3 separate regions of the Mus musculus genome follow, and all the other regions are linked to region 3. A link is a contact called in public ChIA-PET and capture Hi-C data. All regions are on one chromosome and are shown on one strand. The core of a region is the stretch at or near the end of the contact, and the rest is flanking DNA. Distances in the headings are between cores, read along the strand shown. Region 1 has its middle 25 kb from the start of Gm33309. Region 2 has its middle 11 kb from the start of Gm33309. Region 3 has its middle 34 kb from the start of Gm33162.

Region 1 (3,900 bases), core at 295-2,794, 140 kb after region 3:
AGAAGCGGAGGTAAGCAGGTCTCTGTGAGGCTAAGGCCAATCTGTTTTATCTAGTTAGTTGCAGGCCAGCTATGGCTACATAGTGAGACCCTGTTTCAAAAACTGAACAAAACGACCCCCCCAAACAAAAACAACAAAAAAACAAAGGCAAGACAACTCTCAGGGATGTATACATATATCAGGGTATATATACTATACCTCTCAGGGATGCATACATATATCAAGGTATATCTACTATACCAGAAGTTGTAGAGTAAATGGCTGAGAACTTGAATATTGGCCTCTGAGACCTGTTTGTATGGTTCTGTTCTCAGATTCATATATAGCAATGTGGGCTCATGGAAGTTCCTTCATATAAGCTTAAGTATTAATGTCTAAAGAGGGGAGATAGTGATGCTATTGCAAAGCACTATTCGTGCTTGCATACTACACCCCAACCAGACAGCTGCTAGTCTGCTCATGTTGTAAGTCAAGGCAAGAGGACATGAAGTATTTGGGAATATGGCTGGTCAGTTAGATGCAACCTAAGAAAGGTGAGCTTTGGCTAAATGACAGTCCATACATCCCTTTGTGGCCTAGGGACTGTGCTGGCTTATGGAAGTAAAGAAAGAGTCATAATTCAGAGTCATCACTCTTTCATGATTAAATGGGATAAAATTAGACTTTCTCACTGCCCCTGGCTTCCTCCACATTACGCAGATTGCACTGTGGTGGCTCTATCTCCCAGCATGCATTGGGGTTACCTCTGCCCCCTGGCCCAGGAAGATCAGGAGAGAAGTGGGAGGTGGGAGGCAGCAGCAGGACTACAGGGTGAAAATACAGGGCTTCATTCCTGGATAGTTTGGGGTGGGGGTAGGAGGGGTGAGGGACGAACAGGGATTCAAGCAAAAGAGGAAAAGGTGCCCCATCTATTTCAAGATGGTCTGAAACTGTTTCAAGATGGTCTGAAGCTGAGCCGTGTTTTTCAGGTCTAGCTTCTGTTTCAGACTCACAAATTCTACAGCACCTTGGTACTGGAAAGAATTAATGGGCCAGTTGACCCAGACACACCATTTCCAGCTCAGTGAAGGTAAATCTCTTGCCTAGTGTCTCAGAATCAGCTAGTCACAGCCCAGATCCAAACCTTGATTTCCTCCCTCCGTGGAGCTGCCTGGACGCCTCAAAAGGGCCTCTGAATTACTCTTTGCCCAGATCCCTGCAGTAAGCCTTTATGGCTGGCCTCACGGTTTTTTGGATCCAAGCCAGTGTTGGGGAGGGGTGTCGGGGACGAGAAGAAAACACCTGGGGAGTGACAGGATGGTCCTCCAGTTAATTTATCCACATCTGCGGGGACCAATTGGAATCAAAGCCTTATCATGGAGGAGCGTGACCCCCGACCTGTCTAAAGCAGCCCTGAATACTAACCAGGGTGCTTAGATGGAGCTAAAAATAACTGGCTAATCACCAGCAGGAAGAACTAACAAGGCCTCAGAAGAAAGGGAAATGTCTCAATCCTCCTCTCTCCTGCAGCTGGCCTCCAGCTGGGTGGGGATGCAGGCTCCTCCTGGCTGGTAATTAGGCCGCAGAGGCTCTGGGGCCTGAAGGAACAGGGCGGCCCAGGCCCTGCCTTCAGGGGGATCAGTGGCAGGGTCATTTGGGGTGAGGTGAGTTGGAAAATGGTGAACCCAGAGGAAATGAGCGGCCCAGGAAGAGGTCTGAGGAACCGAGCAGCCAATCCTCTTCGTGGTTAACAGCCTTTCTCTGAGAAGGTAAAATCCTTCGTTTAAAGGAAAGGGTTTTTATTCTACTCTGATCGGCCGCCCCGCCCCTTTGAAAGTCTTCCTTTCTCCTAACGTAGCGGTCCCCTCCAGAAAGCATGACTGGGGTCCACACCTGGGTACCTGCTTGGAAATGACTTCTCCTGAACAATCGTCTTTGGAGAAGACCAGAGTGTAACTCTAGGGAGCAGTGTAGGGCAGAAGGTGTAATTGACACTTAGGAAGAGTGACTAGAGAAGCCGTGGGGGCAGGGAGGGGTGCTGTGTATCAGATATCATGAATATCAGATATTTACGTTGCGATTTGTAACAGTAGCAAAATTACAGTTATAAAAAAAAAATCAATGAAAATGATTTTATGGTTGGGGGTCACTGCAACACGAGCAACTGTAAGGTTGCAGCAGTAGGAAGGTTTAGAGCCCCTGGACTAGAGCTGAGAGTTCTTCTATCTGAAAGAGTAGAGCCAAAGGGTTGTGATTCCAAGCTGAAGGAGGCAGTTGATGAGGCGTGGCAATCGTTTTCCTGAGACAGAAATCTACATGCTTACTTCTTCCAAAAGCTAAGATCATCTTCAACAGACAACTATAACCCAATTCACAAAGGAAGTGCTTGGAGTCCATCCCTAAGCATCCACATGTACATGTGCCTGCGTGCGTGTGTGCGTGCGTGCGTCCGTGCCTGCGTGCGTGGGTGGGCTGGGCAGCAGGCAAGGGGTTTCTCCCTCTGGGCTGTGCGCTTGGGTAGGGTCAAGCAGATGGGGAGGCAAAAGAAAAGAGCCAAGCGAAGGGAGAATTCAGAGACAGCGGAGCCTAGAGTCGCATGGCCACTCTTCTAGCTGTGGGTATATTGGAGTTTATCTTTCCCCTACAACACCCCAATCTGACTTAGGCCACTAGGACCGGAGTGTTCAGCAACCACGTCCACTTCCGGTTCTTTCCTTTGCTGAGAGAGTGTCCCTATCCTGTGTTCTCAGCTCTGTACTCAGGCCTGGGGCTCTCCAGTCTGCATCCCCACATGGCCACGGCCCTGGGACAAGGAGCGGCTGGGGAGCCCCCCTGGGGGCTGAGTTCTGGAAGCCTCTGAGCCCAGGTTTGCATTCTTTTCCGGCAGCAAGACTGGCCCCTCCTGCAGTTTGAGTCACGTCCTGGTCTCCAGGGAGGAGATGGGCTGCTTTTCTGCCGGAGGCACTGAAGAAAGCCAGACTGAGTGTTTTCTTGTTTGTCTTTATCCACAAGATTTAAAATTCCCAGACAGCATAATGACACTGAAAAGAGAAAGGAGCAGAAATCACAGTTGCTCTGTCACCGCCTGCTCCGTGATGCTGGCAAGTTGTTTAACTCCCCGGAGCTGCTTCTGTGACTGCGAAGAATGACTTCTCCATTGCCTCCCTGGGCTGTGTGCAGCCACTGAGAGCAAACGTTGAGTTGTGAACAACCTCATCTCCCTCCGCTGTGGGGTGAATTCGTGTTTTGATTAATAGCCTGCTGTGACAAGACCTTCACCTTCTCTCTTCTGGTTAAGTTTTTTATGTTGATACATTTTTCCCCCCTTTCCGAGTTTTGACAGAACACATGCGGATGCCGTCACAGGAGTGCTCCATATCTGTCTCCTGACCCACGAGCAGTAGTTGCTCTAGACTATTCCTAAGTGGAATTGTGGCGCTGTCTCAGTTCCAGCCTCTACTTTGCATAATTCAGGGAGACTACCACGGTTATCGGGCGCATCCAAGAATTCCTTCCTCTCATTGCTAAATAGTATTTTAGTCTGTGGTTGTACCATGGTTTGTCCGTTTGGATTGCTACTGTGAACAAAGTGCATTGACATTAGTATACAGGTTTTGTGTTCTTTCTTTCTTTAAGGGTGGGAACAAAAATATCTAGGAATGGAACTGCCACACAAACACAAGCTTAATGAGACAGGGCTGTTGCCAGTGTGAAGGTGACAAGATGGTGGGAGACAGGGGTGGCAGACTATCTACTGTCTTCCATGACAGGGCTTTCTGTGGTCACTGTGTTGCTTTGGAGAGTGCAGAGATAGAGGCCTAAGAGAGAAACATGCTATTGGTGAATGCTGTGTGTGTGTGTGTGTGTGTGTGTGTGTGTGTGTATGTTGCATGCATGTTGTGTGCATGTGTGTGTGGTATG
Region 2 (3,430 bases), core at 297-2,796, 180 kb after region 3:
AACTTCCCCCAAATATTCTTGATTTGGAGTTGGTTAAATTTACCAACTAGAGGGCTGACAAGGTGGCTCAGTGTTTAAGAGCACTGACTGCTCTTCTAGAGGTCCTAAGTTTAATTTCCAGCAACCATATGGTGGCTCACAACCATTTGTAATGGGATCTGATGCCCTCTTCTGGTATGTGTCAAGACATAGCATATATATACACACAAACATACATACATAACACACACGCATATATATATATATATATATATATATATATATATATATATCATACATACAGTAAATATATACTTACTAACTAGAACCTGTAGATGCATAAAGCTAGCTAGACCACACACTGAGTGGCTTCAACACCAGGCATTTATTCTCACATTTCTCAAGCCTGGGAAATGTAAGATCAAGGTGCAGGCAAATCCATTTCCTGGCTGGGCTCTTTTCCTGGCGATCTCCATATCCTTACAGACAGAAAGGGAGGAAGCCAACTTTCTGTCCACTATTAGAAGACCCTCCGACCAGTATGATAGAGCCATACCATGCTGGCCACATGTAACTTTACTCACCCCCTGCAAGACCTCTCCAAATGTGTCATATGGGTCAAGGTCAACAAGTTCTGTTTCCTACTTCTACACCAGGTGGCTTACAACCACCTATAACTTCAGCCACATGGGGATCTGACACATCTATTCTCATAGACACCTGCATGAATATGCTCTCTCATATGTGTACACACACATATATACACACAATTAAAAAATAAAATAAATCTATTTTTTTATTTAGCAATAAGTTTGAGGTCACAAAGAAGGAGACTACTATTCCAACTAAAGTCTGGACATGGCAAACTTACTGTCTTGACCAAGAGGGTTTGCTGGGAAAGACAGAACACACACACACAGAGGAACTGCATTTGTCTTTTATTTTAAGTCAGGTGGTGGCTGTGTCGTTTCACCATTGGTTAGGGTATCATCCCACAGTCTTGATTTAATTGGCTTGTCAGAAGACTGATGCACAGAAGTGAGGAGAGGAGAAAGGAGTCACTGATTTCGTGGTGGCATTATCTGGTTGGTTTGACAACACCCAAGTGGTGTGCTCATCGCAGTGTCTTCTCTCGTCTACAGGTCATGCCATGAAGTAGGGAGACCCTGAGGGAGAAGCAAGATGAACCAGGCTGACACATGTCTTTGTGGAAGTCAGAGTCCACTGGGGACAAAGAGCCCACCCTGGAGAGAATGCAACTGATTCACAAAGCTGTGTGCTTGGCTTCCTCATGCACATCACAGGTTATCCATTTAGGATCTGGGTGGGTGGCTCAGGATGCAGTGATGGAGAAATGTTTGTCACATGTAAAGGCCTGGATCACCTGGTGGGCAAATAGAGAGCAAAAAGCACAGGGTTTGGTCAACATTGCCAACAGGCCAAGGATAACCACAGACAAGCCTCTAATCCCCTTTGTTCCTTGATCTAACCGAGAGAGTGCCAAGGTCTCCACCCTTGCTCTCCTTCCTGCCCCACCCACCTACTGTGCCGCAGCCTTTTTCTAACAGCAGTGGGTAGCAACGCCCTTCAAAAACTCAGGGGACATTCTTCCTTTGTCAGAGTGTCACGCTCATACCAGCTTAGGTTGTCCCCATTTAAGACTTTATTCTTCTAGTTGTGAGTCACTGCTGCCATCCTGTCTGTCTTATTCCTGCTGGGAAAGAAGAGTAGGGGAGCGGTGGAACACCGAGGCTGAGAGGAATGCCAGAGGCTGAGGTGGTTCCTTGTGGAGCTAGGGAACATGGGGCAAGGCAGTTACAAGACAGCTCTACTGCCATGGGCAGAGGAAGGAATCACTCCTATAGAGTGGAAGGGACCAGATTGCTGATCCTCGTATTCTGGCGAGGTTACCCATCTCTGTGAGCCTCAGCTTCCTCACTGGTATAAAAAGTCCCCGGTTCTTTGAAAGAATAAGAGAAATGACTCCATTGCAAGCTAGGCAGTGCCTGGCACATTGGGGTAACCCCCACCCCACACCTCTTCCTTCTCTCCTTCCACCTTTGTATATGTTACTTTTCTTGATACTAAGACCAATCATCACCCAAAAAAAGCACTGTAAGGGGAGAAGGGCTTATTGGGGTTCACAGTTTGAAGGGTCACAGCCCATCATGGTGAGGAAGGCATGCAGAAGAAGGCAGTTGCTCACACAGCATCTGCAGGCAAGACACAGAGAGAGGTGGGGTGCTGCTACTCAGTTCCCTTTCCCTTTTTAGGGACCCCACCCCCACAGGATGGTGCCATCCTCTCTGTTACCTCTTTCTGGGAGCATGTTCATAGACTTGGAGATGTGTTTCCATGGTGATTCTAAATCCTGTCAAGTTGACAATGAAGATTAACCATCCTGCTTCTCCTAAAAGGAGAATGAGTGTCTCTAAACAAGCAAGTATCCTCAAACAGGCTGGGCAAAGTGCCACCATGCCACCACCATGTCACCACCATGCACACAAACACCATGCACCCAGAGGGGAACAGGGACAAGTGGGAGAGAACTTGGGCGACCCCTGTATGAAGGGTGGGGAAGGGGAGGGAACATACTCATCTATTCCACTCAACACTGTGCTTACAATGATTTATTCCACATCTCAGACTCAAGACAAGAATTTAAATCCCACTTAAAGGCAACTTTTCTCATGATTCAGCTCCATAATCATCATCAATATTTATCGGCTCAGGCCTGCTTCCAGACATCATAGATCTCCGTCAGTCTGGAAAGCCGAAGGATTAGAGGGGCCACTGAGAGAGAGGGGGGGGGAGGGAGGGAGGGAGGGAGAGGGAGAGAGAGAGAGAGAGAGAGAGAGAGAGAGAGAGAGAGAGAGAGAGAGAGAGAGAGAGAGAGAGACTCCAGGCTCCCAAGGGACAGCTACAGCAAAGGGAGCAGCAAGCCCTGTGCACTAGGTCTAGCAAGGGCCCGGCGACATTCAGAACATGAGGACATTTAGATTCAATGAAGGGAGATGATGTTTTGTTCTCAGTGAGAATGAGATACGCAAGAGGGAGTTGAGTGTGACCATAAAATGAATGCAGGAAAAGTTTCAGGCAAGTTCATGGTTGCCTGAGCTCTGGGAGAGGCACTATGACCCTCTGAGATTGCCTCGAGGAGGGTCACCTGACATGTTGCAGAAATCAAAAGAAGGAGAACCCTGTATCCTCAGGCCTTGGGTTCTGGCCCCATGACTGGCTAGTCATGTGACAATGGTTTGCCCTTGGTTCCTGCTCACGTTTGTGATTTTCCAGTGCTGTTAATCTGAGCTGGAGGAGGCATTCCCAGAGAAAAGGGCTTTTCAGCAGGAAAATGGGCTCTCAGGCAGCTGGGCTTTACTTGCCCCAAACCCCAAATATCTATACCTCCTCCAGCAGCAAATGCACAGGGAACATTTTCAATGAAGAGTTA
Region 3 (3,573 bases), core at 964-3,463:
AAGAACTACCCTATGTGTGCTGGGAACTGAACCTGGGTCCTCTGTAAGGGCCACAAGTATTCTGAGTGGCTGAGTCATCTCTACAGCTCCCCTTACACCATTCTGTACATGGACTATGCATCTGAAATTTCATCCACTCTGCTTCCCCGAGTGCCAGTCTCCTAGCTTCCAGAGGCTCTGAGTACCAGGACTTGGCACACACAGGATGCTGTCGAGTGGTTCCTGAGTGCTGGGCTGGGCAGTCTCATGTCATGGCATTTATTTGATAGCTTGCTGCAGCCACCCTACTGCGTTTTCACTTTCTGGTGCTCAGTCCTATCCGTGTGCTAGGGGGTATTTTACAGCTGCTCTGGGGGAAAGCCCATTTTGCCCAGTCCATGGTATTTGACAATTTCCATCGTGTAATTATTCCAACCTTTGCCAGTTTTGCGTTACCAAGGTGAAGTTTGCTGGCTTGCAGACTTCCAGGAGTGCTGGACTCACTTGGAGAGCTTAGAGGAAGTTTCCCTCCCTGCCTCCCTCCCTCCTCCCCCCTCCCATTACTCTCCCCTCTCCTTTCCTGTCTCTTCCACCTTCCCTTCCTTGCCAAGGTCTCAGGATGTAGCACAGGCTGCATCTTGAACTTCCTATATAGCTCATGATAGAGAGCTTTAAATATGCAATTCTCCTGCCTCAGCTGCCTAAGTTCTGGAATTGCAGGTGTTCACCATCACACATAGCTAAGAATGTACATTTTCTAGCAAATCCACAGCTGGTGCTGATACTGGAAGATTAGATACAGTTTTGAGAGCATTGCCTTGAGGCAAAGGCTCTTAACATTAGCTTTACATTAGCTGCAGTCCCCTGGGAGTGTTAATAGTTAGTTTGTTTGTTTTCTTGTTTTTTCGAGACAGGGTTTCTCTGTGTAGCCCTGGCTGTCCTGGAACTCACTTTGTAGACCAGTCTGGCCTTGAACTCAGAAATCCGACTGCCTCTGCCTCCCAAGTGCTGGGATTTTAAAGGCGTGTGCCACCACCGCCCGGCTTGGGAGTGTTAATAGTATGATGCCTGGCTTCCACTTTTCAAGGCTAAATTTCTCTGTGTGGTTTCAGGGTACAGTCAAAGAGGAACCTGTGCTAAAGAGCACCGCTGTTTACCCCACCACTCAGCTATTGGGTTTTGTGACGTAAGCATCATTCTAAAGGTACAGGGGTTGAAGATGAGGTCCATAGCTGATGGATCCAGTCACTAAGATCCAGACCCGAGGACTCTGCCTTCATCAGTCAACTAATCTGCCAATGGATTTGGAATATGGTGGTGTTCTGGAGAGGCGGTGAAAACTTCCAGACATGGGACCTAATTGAAGAAATAGGTGACAGAGGATATATTTTCAGGGGGTATATGTTGCCCTGCATCTAGCTCAATCTGTATCTTGTCAGCTGAGGAAGGCTGGTTTGATACTAAGCAGTTCCCTCTGTGTGATAAGAACACACCTTGACCTCTGGCCCAGAGCAATGGAGTCAATTGGGAACTGGAACCCTGAAACCATGAGCCACAATAATATGTTTTGTACAGTTACGTGGAAATATGAGATGATCCTCTCAAGACAGAGGGAGACTTGTTTTGTGTGAAAGGGCGTCTTAGGCAGGGTTTCTATTGCTGTGAAAAGACACCATGACCATAGCAACTCTTATAAAGAAAGGCACTTAGTTGGGGCTGTAGTCCACAGGCTTAGTCCATTATTGTGCCCTTAAGCGGGCTAAATCAGACCTTGTTTTGCACAGTTGGACTAGCCCACCTAGGGTGGAGTCTATTGTCCTGCCTTGTCTGCAGCTTCCTGCAAGAAACCACTACCTGCTGAGCAGCTGTGCTTGTTTTCCTGTCAAGATCTGGGCAACTTGTGTGTGTGGGGGTGGTGGGGGGAGTGGGGGTGGTGGAGGTGGTGAGGGTGGTGGTGGATGGGGGGTGGTTCCCCCCTTTATATTCGGCTTTAAGAATTAAGCATCTGGCTTTGATCAGAAACTTTGTCTCGGTCTCATTTTTTTCTTGTCCATCCTTCCCAACCACCCCCAGCTTTCCTTTCAGGAACCCAGTTCTCTTGGCTGCTGGTGGCTACACATTATTGTTATGGTGATGAGCATGGTGGCAGGCAGGCAGGCAGGCAGGCAGGCAGGCAGGTAGGCAAGCAGACAAGCTGGAGAGGTAGCTGAGAGTTCTATATCTGAATTGGCAGGCAGCAGGAAGAGTCAGCCACTGGGCGTGACTTGAGCATTTGAAACCTCAAAGTCTGCCCCCTCCCCCCAGTGACACACTTCCTTCAACAAAGCCACACCCACACCATCAAGGCCACACCTCCTAGTAATGCCACTCACTCCCTCTGAGCCTATGGGGCTCGTTTTAATTCAAATCTGCACTAAGGGCTTGTGGTTGAGCAGAGGAGAGATGCATGTGTTAGGCTAGCTCACATCCCATTGCCTCCAAGAGTCCCTTGACTGAACCTCCAGGAGGTTGGGAAGTGTGATTCAGCCGGCTGCTACAGAAGAACAGGGATGAGACTTACTAAGCAAGCGACTGTCTGGTTGCCAGCCTCACTGCTGTCTGGGAACAAGCACACCTTGGGCAGATCTTCAGCTGGAAGAACCTACAAGTACTGGTGCTATGTTAGAGTGTAGGAGAGTTCAGATGTAGGGTGAGCGTGCTGGGGTAAAATGACCAATGGTGATTTGAGATGTTTTTACATCCATGCCCACGGAGCCTATGTCAAAAACATGTTTTATAGACAGCACTCAATACTTTCCATCTACTCAAGTCACTAGCCTTTCCAGACTTGAGTTTCTCACTGTGGAGGTCCACTTGCATCAGTTCCATGGGATTTGACACAATAAACCACCACGGGCCAAAATACCACGGCCTGCTGCAGGCAGGATTAGCTGCTCAGTGGGTGTTGGCTTCCCTCCTTTGTGGGTGCCAGTGCTCTGGAATGGAAGCAGATGGCCTGGGGATGCACACACACACACATACATGCACACACACACACACACACACACACACACACACACACACGGGGTGAAGAGCTGGCTTCGAGGCTTTCGCTGTCTGCTCTGGTGGGGGAGACACCCCAGAGAAGCCTCTTACTATAGTAAGTGGGGGTGTGTGTGTTCCCAGGGCAACAGGGTGGCACCCATGCCCTTCCTGTCTGTCACGCCAGGAAAAGTTTTAAACCTTGCCGTAGGTTTTTAATGGAGCCATTATTCATACTATAAAAGGATTCCTCGCATACTGAGCAGGCTCTTTAGACATTTCTGCTTTCCTACACACAGATTAACTGCACTGAGTCAGAGCCCCAGTGTAGAAAGAGAAGGGAAGGGAGAGCAGAGGGGACAGGCCAGAGGGAGGAGGAAGGGACCTCTGTCTTTCAGAAAAGCTGGTCTGAAATCCACAGTGTTTAAAAAAACAACAAAACAAAACAAAAACCCACCATCACAAGCCTCGGCAAGGACAGAACAAAAATTGACTTCTAGGGACCAGTTTGCAATGCTGAAGCCCAGAAGCTATCCTCTGCAACCTGTAGGAGGAACCAGATCTGCCACCTTC

What was found. ChIA-PET counts read pairs in DNA pulled down with a chosen protein or histone mark. Capture Hi-C pulls out chosen DNA fragments and counts their contacts.
Region 1: a capture Hi-C map of embryonic stem cells shows a contact between it and region 3, with 2.0 times the contacts expected there. The contact joins two enhancer-like sites. A contact is called at or near these places in 3 of 484 Hi-C or Micro-C datasets (the N1E-115 cell line and embryonic stem cells), 2 of 115 datasets of contacts at active chromatin or transcription factors (embryonic stem cells and memory CD8 T cells) and 2 of 9 other capture datasets (adipose tissue and embryonic stem cells).
Region 2: a contact with region 3 is called in an RNA polymerase II ChIA-PET map of memory CD8 T cells, with 9 read pairs. The contact joins two enhancer-like sites. A contact is called at or near these places in 1 of 484 Hi-C or Micro-C datasets (nephron progenitors), 1 of 115 datasets of contacts at active chromatin or transcription factors (memory CD8 T cells) and 2 of 9 other capture datasets (adipose tissue and liver).

Annotation. Positions count from the first base shown.
Region 1 is chr3:101,710,472-101,714,371 of GRCm38.p6, forward strand. No RefSeq gene overlaps it. Among named protein-coding and RNA genes, the nearest start is that of Gm33309, 25 kb to the right of the region's middle. Within about 2 kb of position 1,545, at least 128 of the 459 cell types and tissues checked have an H3K27ac peak or open chromatin away from gene starts, as enhancers often do. A contact at or near this core is called in adipose tissue, embryonic stem cells and memory CD8 T cells, where this site is marked.
Region 2 is chr3:101,746,880-101,750,309 of GRCm38.p6, forward strand. No RefSeq gene overlaps it. Among named protein-coding and RNA genes, the nearest start is that of Gm33309, 11 kb to the left of the region's middle. Within about 2 kb of position 1,547, at least 29 of the 459 cell types and tissues checked have an H3K27ac peak or open chromatin away from gene starts, as enhancers often do. A contact at or near this core is called in memory CD8 T cells, where this site is marked.
Region 3 is chr3:101,568,643-101,572,215 of GRCm38.p6, forward strand. No RefSeq gene overlaps it. Among named protein-coding and RNA genes, the nearest start is that of Gm33162, 34 kb to the left of the region's middle. Within about 2 kb of position 2,214, at least 90 of the 459 cell types and tissues checked have an H3K27ac peak or open chromatin away from gene starts, as enhancers often do. A contact at or near this core is called in adipose tissue, embryonic stem cells and memory CD8 T cells, where this site is marked.